Linked DNA regions of Mus musculus: region 1 is linked to region 2. The links are chromatin contacts, called in public Hi-C maps. All regions are on one chromosome and are shown on one strand. The core of a region is the stretch at or near the end of the contact, and the rest is flanking DNA. Distances in the headings are between cores, read along the strand shown. Region 1 overlaps Smc5 (structural maintenance of chromosomes 5). Region 2 overlaps C330002G04Rik (a long non-coding RNA gene).

What was found. A called contact is a pair of places that touch in the nucleus more often than the background predicts.
Region 1: a Hi-C map of cortical neurons shows a contact between it and region 2, with 3 times the contacts expected there. A contact is called at or near these places in 1 of 39 promoter capture datasets (embryonic stem cells), 29 of 484 Hi-C or Micro-C datasets (the AML12 cell line, the G1E-ER4 cell line, the HL-1 cell line and 13 more), 10 of 130 datasets of targeted methods (embryonic stem cells, fibro-adipogenic progenitors, heart atrium and 5 more) and 3 of 9 other capture datasets (adipose tissue, liver and pancreatic islet).

The regions. Positions count from the first base shown.
Region 1 is chr19:23,211,619-23,216,244 of GRCm38.p6, reverse strand. It overlaps Smc5 (structural maintenance of chromosomes 5), which reads left to right. Exons shown (of 25, transcript NM_001252684.1): 19 at 1,046-1,090; 20 at 1,505-1,600; 21 at 2,075-2,179; 22 at 2,375-2,494. Among named protein-coding and RNA genes, the nearest start is that of Smc5, 60 kb to the left of the region's middle.
Region 2 is chr19:23,020,889-23,025,291 of GRCm38.p6, reverse strand. All of the region lies in intron 5 of C330002G04Rik (a long non-coding RNA gene), which reads left to right. Among named protein-coding and RNA genes, the nearest start is that of C330002G04Rik, 53 kb to the left of the region's middle.

The sequences.
Region 1 (4,626 bases), core at 530-3,029, 190 kb before region 2:
TTTATATTCCCCAGTACAGGGGAACGCCAGGGCTAAGAAGCGGGAGTGGGTTGGTAGGGGAGCAGTGCTGGGGGGAGGGTATAGCAGACTTTCGGGATAGCATTTGAAATTTGAAATGTATATAAAGAAAATATCTAATTTTTTAAAAAAAAGAATATACAAAGAGTTTGGGTCCCCACAGCCGCCTTTAATATTCAGAGATTAGGCAGGCATTCCACCACTACTCTGAAGCCCTTACCCTGGGCTCTCCTATCTTTAAAATAGAATCCATTGGAGGATCTTAAACACAAGAATACTGCTATTAAAATCACTTTGTAGATGAATACTCTTAGCTGCTCTATGGAGAATAACTAAGGGTCATTATTTTTGACCAGGGAAGAGATTAATATAGTAGCACAAAGGGATGAGGGAGGAAGAAATTTTACTTCAGTGATAGACATGACAGGGGTAAGAGAGAACTCCTAAATGTTTGCCGGAACAAACTGTCAAGCTAATTATTAATGAGAAATCGGTTTGCTTACAGTGGTGGGGAAGCTGAATGAAGTAGAAATTATGTTTCAATATAATAAACCTAGTATGCCTGTTAGAATCTGGTGAAGATGCCAAGTAAGTGTTGGAACATAAGCTCACACTTCGGCATACACGGCACGGATGTAGCACGTGTACATCTAAATACCTAGAGGCCTTGGCAGAGATTACACTGAGTTCCAAAGGGTTAAAAAAGATACAAATCAAGGTTATCCAGTTGATACATATAACTCATCAGAACCTTTTTTCAGGCTCCCAATTCATGCATACCTTTTACTATAAGGGCTCTACAGGTTATGCTAGGCACAAAAGTGTACTGCATGCCTCTCCTTGTAGGAAAGTGTCTACCCTAGTGAGTCTCTGTGGCATAAGTTCAGAAGATAGTCTTGATGGAGTTCTGTCTCAGTGATTGAGTTATAAGGATGCTTTTGTAGGTCTTCATAAGTACAGTATAAAGCTCTAACTTCTTGCTCTCTTTCAATGCCCCACATATTCTGGACCCATTCTACCAATTCAGCAAGTACCCACCATTCCAAATGGACACAGCTCCTCACCCCCCATGGTATGCAGTACTCATTCTTCTTTCCAAATTGTTATCTCCTTTTTGCGTTGCTTTTCCCTAGCCATTGCTTTCAGACCCAGAGATAAATCGTGGGCCTTTGAACTCTTTTAATTCTCATGTAGCATAAACTGACCCTTCATTATTTTGTATTCCAAAGCCGATGTGATGTGTACTGCTTATTTTAGATTCAACATCAATACATTGCCTTAAGGGACTATCCAACATGTATACATCTTTTCTTTTAAAGTGTAAGCTTTTTAAAGAGAAAATGCCCTCTTTATGATTCTTTTGTATTGCTATATGCTAGCATGCTATTAATCAGATAGTAGATATGTAGCAAATTACTTCCTTTTAACTGTTCTAATAAAACTTCACTATTCCATTTTTAATGATGTATTTTTTCTTCTTCTTTAGGCTTTTCAAGATCTCCCAAACACATTGGATGAAATCGATGCATTATTAACTGAAGAAAGGTCAAGAGCTTCGTGCTTCACAGGACTGAATCCTTCGGTAGTACGCCTCGTTCTCAGTTTCCATCCCACAGTTCTTATCCTGCTGTCTTCCTCAGTGCATACGTGCACAAGCACATGCCTGTGTGCACCCCTGTGAGCCTGCACACACACACAGTTCTTTCCAGTACTTGCCTCCCACGCTGTACTGGAGCTCTGGGTAATAATAAGCTAGGCAGCAGGAACAATGCCTTAAATGCCAGATTCTGAATCTATTAGAATTCTAAATAGAGTCTTCCTAAGGAACACAGTGTTCCTTGCCTTTTCTTTATAAAAAGAGTAGCTGCGTTAACTTGAAGTACAGCAGTGTGCATTTTTTTCAAGGATTGAAAAGTAACATTTTCAGTATTCAGTAGTATAAATCATGTACAAATAAGCAGCACAGTGGCATTTTTAGCCAGTAGTTTAATTGATGCAAATTTTTATATAATTTTATCCTTTGATAAATTTTTCTTAAAGAATTTTTTTCGACCAGGTGGTTGAGGAGTACTCAAAAAGAGAAGTAGAAATACAGCAGTTGACCGAAGAACTGCAGGGGAAGAAAGTTGAACTAGATGAATACAGGGAAAACATTTCGCAGGTAATTTTTATCCTTATTTGTTTGCCATGAATGGGATGAGCGTACAAATTATACAAAATAAATTTTATTCTCCTGAGACGAAAAGTGTTTTTCTAACCAAATTAACTCTGCTATAGACTGTGTTGTGTGTGAAGTCTTATATCAGAGTGGATAGTACTGCTTTCAGTGTCGTTTTGTTTTGCCTCTTACTTGTAGGTGAAAGAAAGGTGGCTGAACCCCTTAAAGGAGCTAGTAGAAAAAATTAATGAGAAATTCAGCAACTTTTTTAGTTCCATGCAGTGTGCTGGTGAAGTTGATCTTCATACAGAAAATGAGGTAATTGCGTTTGGGATGTAGTTTATGACCAGCAATTTTAATTATGTGCAAGGAGTACATATAAATTTGTTTCCTTTGGAATTATACATGATATTTTTGTTTACTGAAAAATTATGAAAAGGAGGAAAGAGATCACCTGTGGGTTTCTAGCATTAGATTTGCTTGGTTTGGGGCTGGGGGTGGTGTTTATAGAAGTGGCTAATGCCTTGCTATTTTTCAGCCAGTGTGAGGGAAGATTATTCAGCTGTGTTGAATGAATACAGTGCTTTATAAATCTACCATTCTCAACTTAAGAGCCATAAACAAAGTAGCAGATGGTTGAGTTTGTTTTTTGTGTTGGGTGGTGTTTTCTAAGTTTTTGAACTTGCAGTATAGGCAAAGATGACATTGAACTCCCCTGACGATCTTGCTTCTACCTACCTCACTTCCACTACCATGCTCAGTGTTCTTAGTTTCCTCTTTATCACAAATTTAGAAGAAAGTAGGTAATATGCTAATTCCTTGAACTACAGCTTTATGCATTGCTATTTTGAATAAAACAAATTTTTCATTGAGAAAAATTATATAAAGAAGGGCTGGAAATACGATGACGTGATCATGTATGCTTAGGTACATGGGTCCCTGGCTTCAGTTCCCAGCACTATAGGCGAGGCGGGTGAGTGAAGGAAGAAGAAATGCCTGGATTTCCTGAATATAATTGGGAAAGTGGAATCAGGAGGGTAGGACTGTAAGTGACAAAAGGCTAGCCATCTTTTGATCTTAATTAAAAGTTTTTGTTGGTATACTGAGGTAATTTATTCTCATTTCCATGTGTCAAAATGTTTCCAAGGTGAAATATCTTAAAAATTTTAGATTTTGGCAAATGTTCGAGTTTTCATTCTTTTACATATAAAACAGAATAGCACCATTTTGTCCTTTGAGGAGTTTTGCCTCACAAGGTCCTTCTGCTTCATGTGAAGTATACCTGTGAAATACCATTTTATTATAAGTCCTAGGTTTGAGGCTTTAGACCCTTCCGTAGCAGTTTACACACAATCCATGCCTGCCCGTAACTAAGAAATGTATGGATAATACTTCAGTTCCGAGATGCTTCCTTTCCTAAAGTTATCTTGTTTGATCTCTTCAGATCATCTTTTTGGTTTGGGGTTTGGGTTTGGTTTTTTGAAACAGGGTTTCTCTGTGTAGCCCTGACCGTTGTAGAACTCACTTTGTAGACCAAGCTGGCTTCAAACTCATGAAAATCCACCTGCCTCTGCCTCCCAAGTGCTTCCCAAGGATTAAAGGCATTCCTCACCCTCACCCCACCCCACCTCCAACCGTTTAATCTCTTATAACTGTGCTATAAAGCAGGAACTTAAATCTACCCTACTTAAAAAAACAACAAACTGAGACTTATGGTAATTTTACTGAATGTCACATTGCTGTCAAGAGGCAAAAAAATAAAATCAGACTCCTTATCTAATCCCAGACAGAGCCTAAACTCTTAGATAAGTTTGCTTACTGGGAACATCATTCCTGCTCAAACAGGATGTTTATCAGTAGCTTGAGTCAGTGTGGGGCATAAATGTGGCCAAATAGACTAGGTGAGGCCTGTGTCACAGAAATCCCATCCATTATAATTATATCCTTTGCGTGGGGCTCTTCCTTCTTCTTGTACTGTTCTTAACAGTCTGTTTTCAGTGCACTGCTATAGAAAAGCCTCTCTTCCCTTTCAGTGTGTTCTTCCAGACCTTCCCTCTTTTCAACCTTGTCCTGTGTCCCCGCTCTGTCTGGCCTCCCTGTGTCTCCTCAGTAGTGGGTCCAGAACTGGCTTCTTTAACCAGAGCCTTCAGTGAGATGGGAGAAGCTAGAGCAAAGCAGTAGAAAGGACCGACCGTCAATGGCAATGAAGAGATAGGGTTTAAAAGTAACTTAGAAATTAGAACCATTATAAATTATTACAGTAATGTAGTTTGTTTACTTGAGGGGTTTGAAAGGGAAGGCGAACAGATTAAAAGTATTTCTAAATTTTTAAGGCATTACCTGAGTCCTTTTGTATTTACGTGTGAAGCAATTTGTGGTTCAAAAAAGGAAGCTCTTGCTTTCTTATGTGTCCAGAACTGGAACACGGGGTCTCATTATAATAGCAGAGC
Region 2 (4,403 bases), core at 997-3,496:
AACAAAACAAAACAAAACAAAACAAAACAAAACAAAACCCCAAACAAACAAACAAAAAAACCCCACTGCCACAACAATCCCATCTGGCCATATTTCCTTATATGTTGGAAAATTCATGAATGGATTAGCTAGAAATGAATCTGTTTAGGTGGAGCATAGGAGCTGTTCATGTAGATAATTTATTACTTTTTAACTAATTAAATAAAACCAATATTTACGTAGTGTCTTTGTGGTTTCCAAAGTCCTTGTCTAAGCAATCTCTCCTGCAGTTCAGACACTGGCCCTCTTGGCACGCAGACACAGACTTGACCAATTGCTATTTGTATTGGACTGTAGATGCGTAAACCCCAACCCCAATATTCTGGGTGATTTAGTTTAATTTTCTAGAGTGGTGAATGGAAGAGTTTAGGAAGAGGTCTGAATGTGACCAGAAGGAGGTGCACACGAGTAAGGGGCCTCCTTACTGTGGCCACTGCTCCTTCTCCGTCTTTGCTGCCCAGTACACATCAGGTCCAGGTGTAGGCAGAAATTGCTTACTCTCTCTCTCTCTCTCTCTTTCTCTCTCTCTCTCTCTCCCTCCATCTCTATCTCCATCCTCCTTCTGTATCATCTCTATCTCCATCATCCCTATCTCTATCATGTCCATTTCCATGTCTACATTTTATCTCTTTTGATAGCACTGGGAACTGAACCCAGGACCTTGCATGTGCCTGGCAAGTGTCTTACTACTGTGCCATACCCCATACCACCAGCCTCTCCTTTCCGATGGAATCCAGAGTCAGAGCCCTCAGTACAGTGTCTAGACATACAGCCTTTAATGGTGTGATACAGGACAGTTGAAGACTACATGTTTCTCTTTAGGATTTTACCAAGTTATAAAATTCTCCAGTTGTCTGACTGAGTTCAGAAACCAAAGATCCCTGAACACGGTGGAGCTTGTCTGTAGCATTTGTCTGGCAGTTTTAAAAGCAGATAGGTCAAACGGGGATAATCTTCATTCTCAAGATTCATTTGACTTTGGATGATACTAATTTTAAATCAGCCATTACAAATGGGTGCTAAAAATAGACTATACGAAACACCTATTGCAGGCATTACAGCTTGACACAAATCTGATTCCTTTATAGCACTCCTCGGTTGATGTTTGGAGTCCTGCCCCCACCTAATACCTTTGGTAGCTTCGAGTGTTGCTTTAGGTTCAAGGTTTTAAAATCATTTAAAATCCCCAGAGATAGAGCAATAGGTCCATATGGCTACTGGGGGAAGAGAATTACTGCTTTGTTTTTAGCTCTAGAGAATGGCTCGAGTAGCATCCAGCTAAGTGTCTTTGTGCTCACTTAAAATCTCCGAGTTTTGGGTTAAAAAAAAAATCATTCCTTTCTCTGAAGGTTTGCCTTTTCTCTGCCTTGCAGTACAAATTAAGAGCAATTAAAATCAATGTCCTGTTCTCTGAATGGTACTGTTTATCATAGTCTACTTTCTTTGATGTCTGGTTATAGATAAAACAAGCTGGTCTACTGTCATTGTCAATACATGAGTTGGAGAGACCACCCAGCTCGGGGCTTTTCCTCTAAGGGCTGTTATTTAAGGCTGGGGTCCTATTTTTTTGATCTTTTCTTTAATAAAGAATAACTAATTCTGTGTGTATGTGTGGGTGTGTGTGATGTGCGAGTGTGCGTGCGTTGATGGCATGTCTGTGCACGTGCAGAGCCCAGGGGAGGATGTTGGCTCTCCCTCCATCTTATGCCCCTGAGACACTATCTCACTGAAGCAGAAGCTCACCCTGCTGCTGGGTTGGCTCACAGTAGACTTCTAGGATCTGCCTGTCAGACAACATTGGTGTCCCAGGTTCATGCAGTCATGGCCAGCTTTTAGTCATGTGTTGGTGATTCAAACTGTGGTCCTCAAGTTTGTCCCGCTAGTGCTCTCCTCCTGAGTCATCTCCCAGCTTCTTGACTTTAATTTCTTATGAATTAGCTACAAACTGGTCAAAGGATAAAGGATAAAGGACTATTTGGCTGTTGATTCAACAGTCATGTCTTGAATTGCTCTCGCTTTCAAGAATAAGGGATCCTGAGTCTTGCATGATGCAGCCACAAATGGGACTAAATTATGCTAAGCAAAAAATAAATTCTCGTACTGAGAATTTCCCAGGAGTTTTGATATTTTTGACTCTTGCTCACTAAATATGGAAAAGATTGAGACACTGAGAAGCAGAGGAGCTGTTCTGCCTTTTTTAGACCTTTGAATAAGCCGTTTCATCCTATTCAGTGCTATATTAGCAATATACTAAAAATCTCTCCCTGTCGAAAAGTCCCAGTTTTCTGAGCGGTGAGTTTCTGGAAATGTTCGTTTAGCTTCCATTTTTATATAAGTAACAAAGCTCTTGAATTATAATTAATATTTTCTAGTGGTCTCAGTGTTATTCATATATGGAAGTGATAGAAATTGGTATTTCACTGAGTTCTTTTTTTTAAAGGTCTCATTATGTAGCTAGATTGGCCTGGAACTTTTGATCCTCCTGCTTCAGCATCCCAAGCGTTGAGAGTACAGGCCTGTGCCACCATGCCTGGCAGAAATCTTACTGGAGTCCTCTCCTTAGTCCTCATTTAATGCAGGTTCTTGGTGTTCAAAATCAGCATGGCTGTTGGTGCCTTCCTGTGTGACTAGGAAGGCTGCATCTTGACAAGCATTGGTAGATGGGATCAGGGACTTCAGCGGGTGGCAGTTACTCTATAGATATGCCGGAAGAAGAGAAGAAGAGGTGATCCGAACTCTCTGGCTCAGCAGCACTTGAGAGAAATGCCGTCTTCAGTGGCAGGCACTGCTCACTTCTAGGAGTCTGGTAGCCATGCATTGAACCAAACCGCTCGGTAGCCTTTCAGCTGTTCGACAGCTTCTCTTGGTAGTACATAATGTGTTTCTCTGTCCCGTGCGGCACACACAAAACTGATAGGACCAGAAGTTTGATCAGCTCTGTCCCCTTCCTTGAGTTCCTTGTCTGTCCCTTTCTATCCACTTTCTCTCTTCTGAGAACTCGGCCTTGGCACTGTGCATAGAGACCTGTAGGGTTGTGAGCTGCCATTGATACTCATTGCTTAGATACGTTAACTCCTTAGCAACACACAACAAGAACATTCTAATTTTGCTTTAGCCTGACTTTCTGGCATGGGGAAGTGAAGATAACTTTCTCCCATAAAGTATTTGATAATCTTGACATGCAGCTTTGGAAAATAAAAACAAATGCCTTCTGTTCCTTACCTTTTATGATAGTACTCTGTCTTAAGCATTTTACCAGTTAATGGTGGCTGTTTCCTCTTTTGTTTTATGAGACAGGCTCTCATTACGTAGCCCTGGCTATCTTGGAACTTGTTGTGTAGATGAGGCTGGCTTCAAATTTACAGAAGTCTGCCTACCTTTTCAACTTGAGTGCTGGAATTACAGGCATGTGTTAACTGTGCTTGGCTTATCATGACATTGTGTGTGTGTGTGTGTTCCCATGTGAACATGCATGCATGTGAGGCCAGAGAGTGATAGCAATGTCTTCTTATGCACGTCACTTCTCATATAGAGGCCGAGTCTCTGATTTATATGTAGGACTCACGGTGTGTTTAGGATCTCCAGATTGCAATAGGGATCCCTTGCCTGTGCCTCTTGTGCACTAAGATTGTAGATGGGCCACCCCACTGACCTGACAGAAAAATGCTGAGTTCTGAACTCCCGTCCTTATGCTTTCATAGCAAGCACGTTACCCACTGATCCATCTTCCTAGGCCATGAGAATGTTTTTCAAACAAACCACTATAACATATAGGTGGTGTCATACTTGGGTTTAGATTACTCCAGCCTTGGTCTTTACTGATGGCCCAATCATTTCATCTTTAGACTGCTGTCTTGGTTGGTTCCTTAGATGTCCTCACGAGTGTGGTTACTACCTTGCTTTTTGATCTGATAAGATGTCCCATCTTTATTCCTTCATATTTTTGGCTTCAGGCCTAGAATCTGTCATCTCTCCATGTAGATACATTCCATGCAGTAAAAAACAATCTTTAGATATTACCATGTGAGTGCCCGAGGAGACAGAACTGGATAATTTAATTTCTAGTTCTGGGGATCGAACCTAGGGCCCCAGGCATGCTTAGCATGTACTCTCCTATCCAGTTACACTCCCATCGTGTTCTCTACTACCGAGCTACACTTCTAGCCCCTGCATTTTATTTATGATAGTTCTCCCCTTTTTTCACACTCACACTGCAGTCTTCCTGCCTCAGCCTCCCACAGATTAGGATTATAGGTATGAGACCTCATATCTGGGTAATTTACATTTTTTTTAAAAAGCAGAATGAACATAGATTTATTAGAGAAAAGCTAGAAAAGAACTCCTTGAGTAGGAGAGGGTCTCGC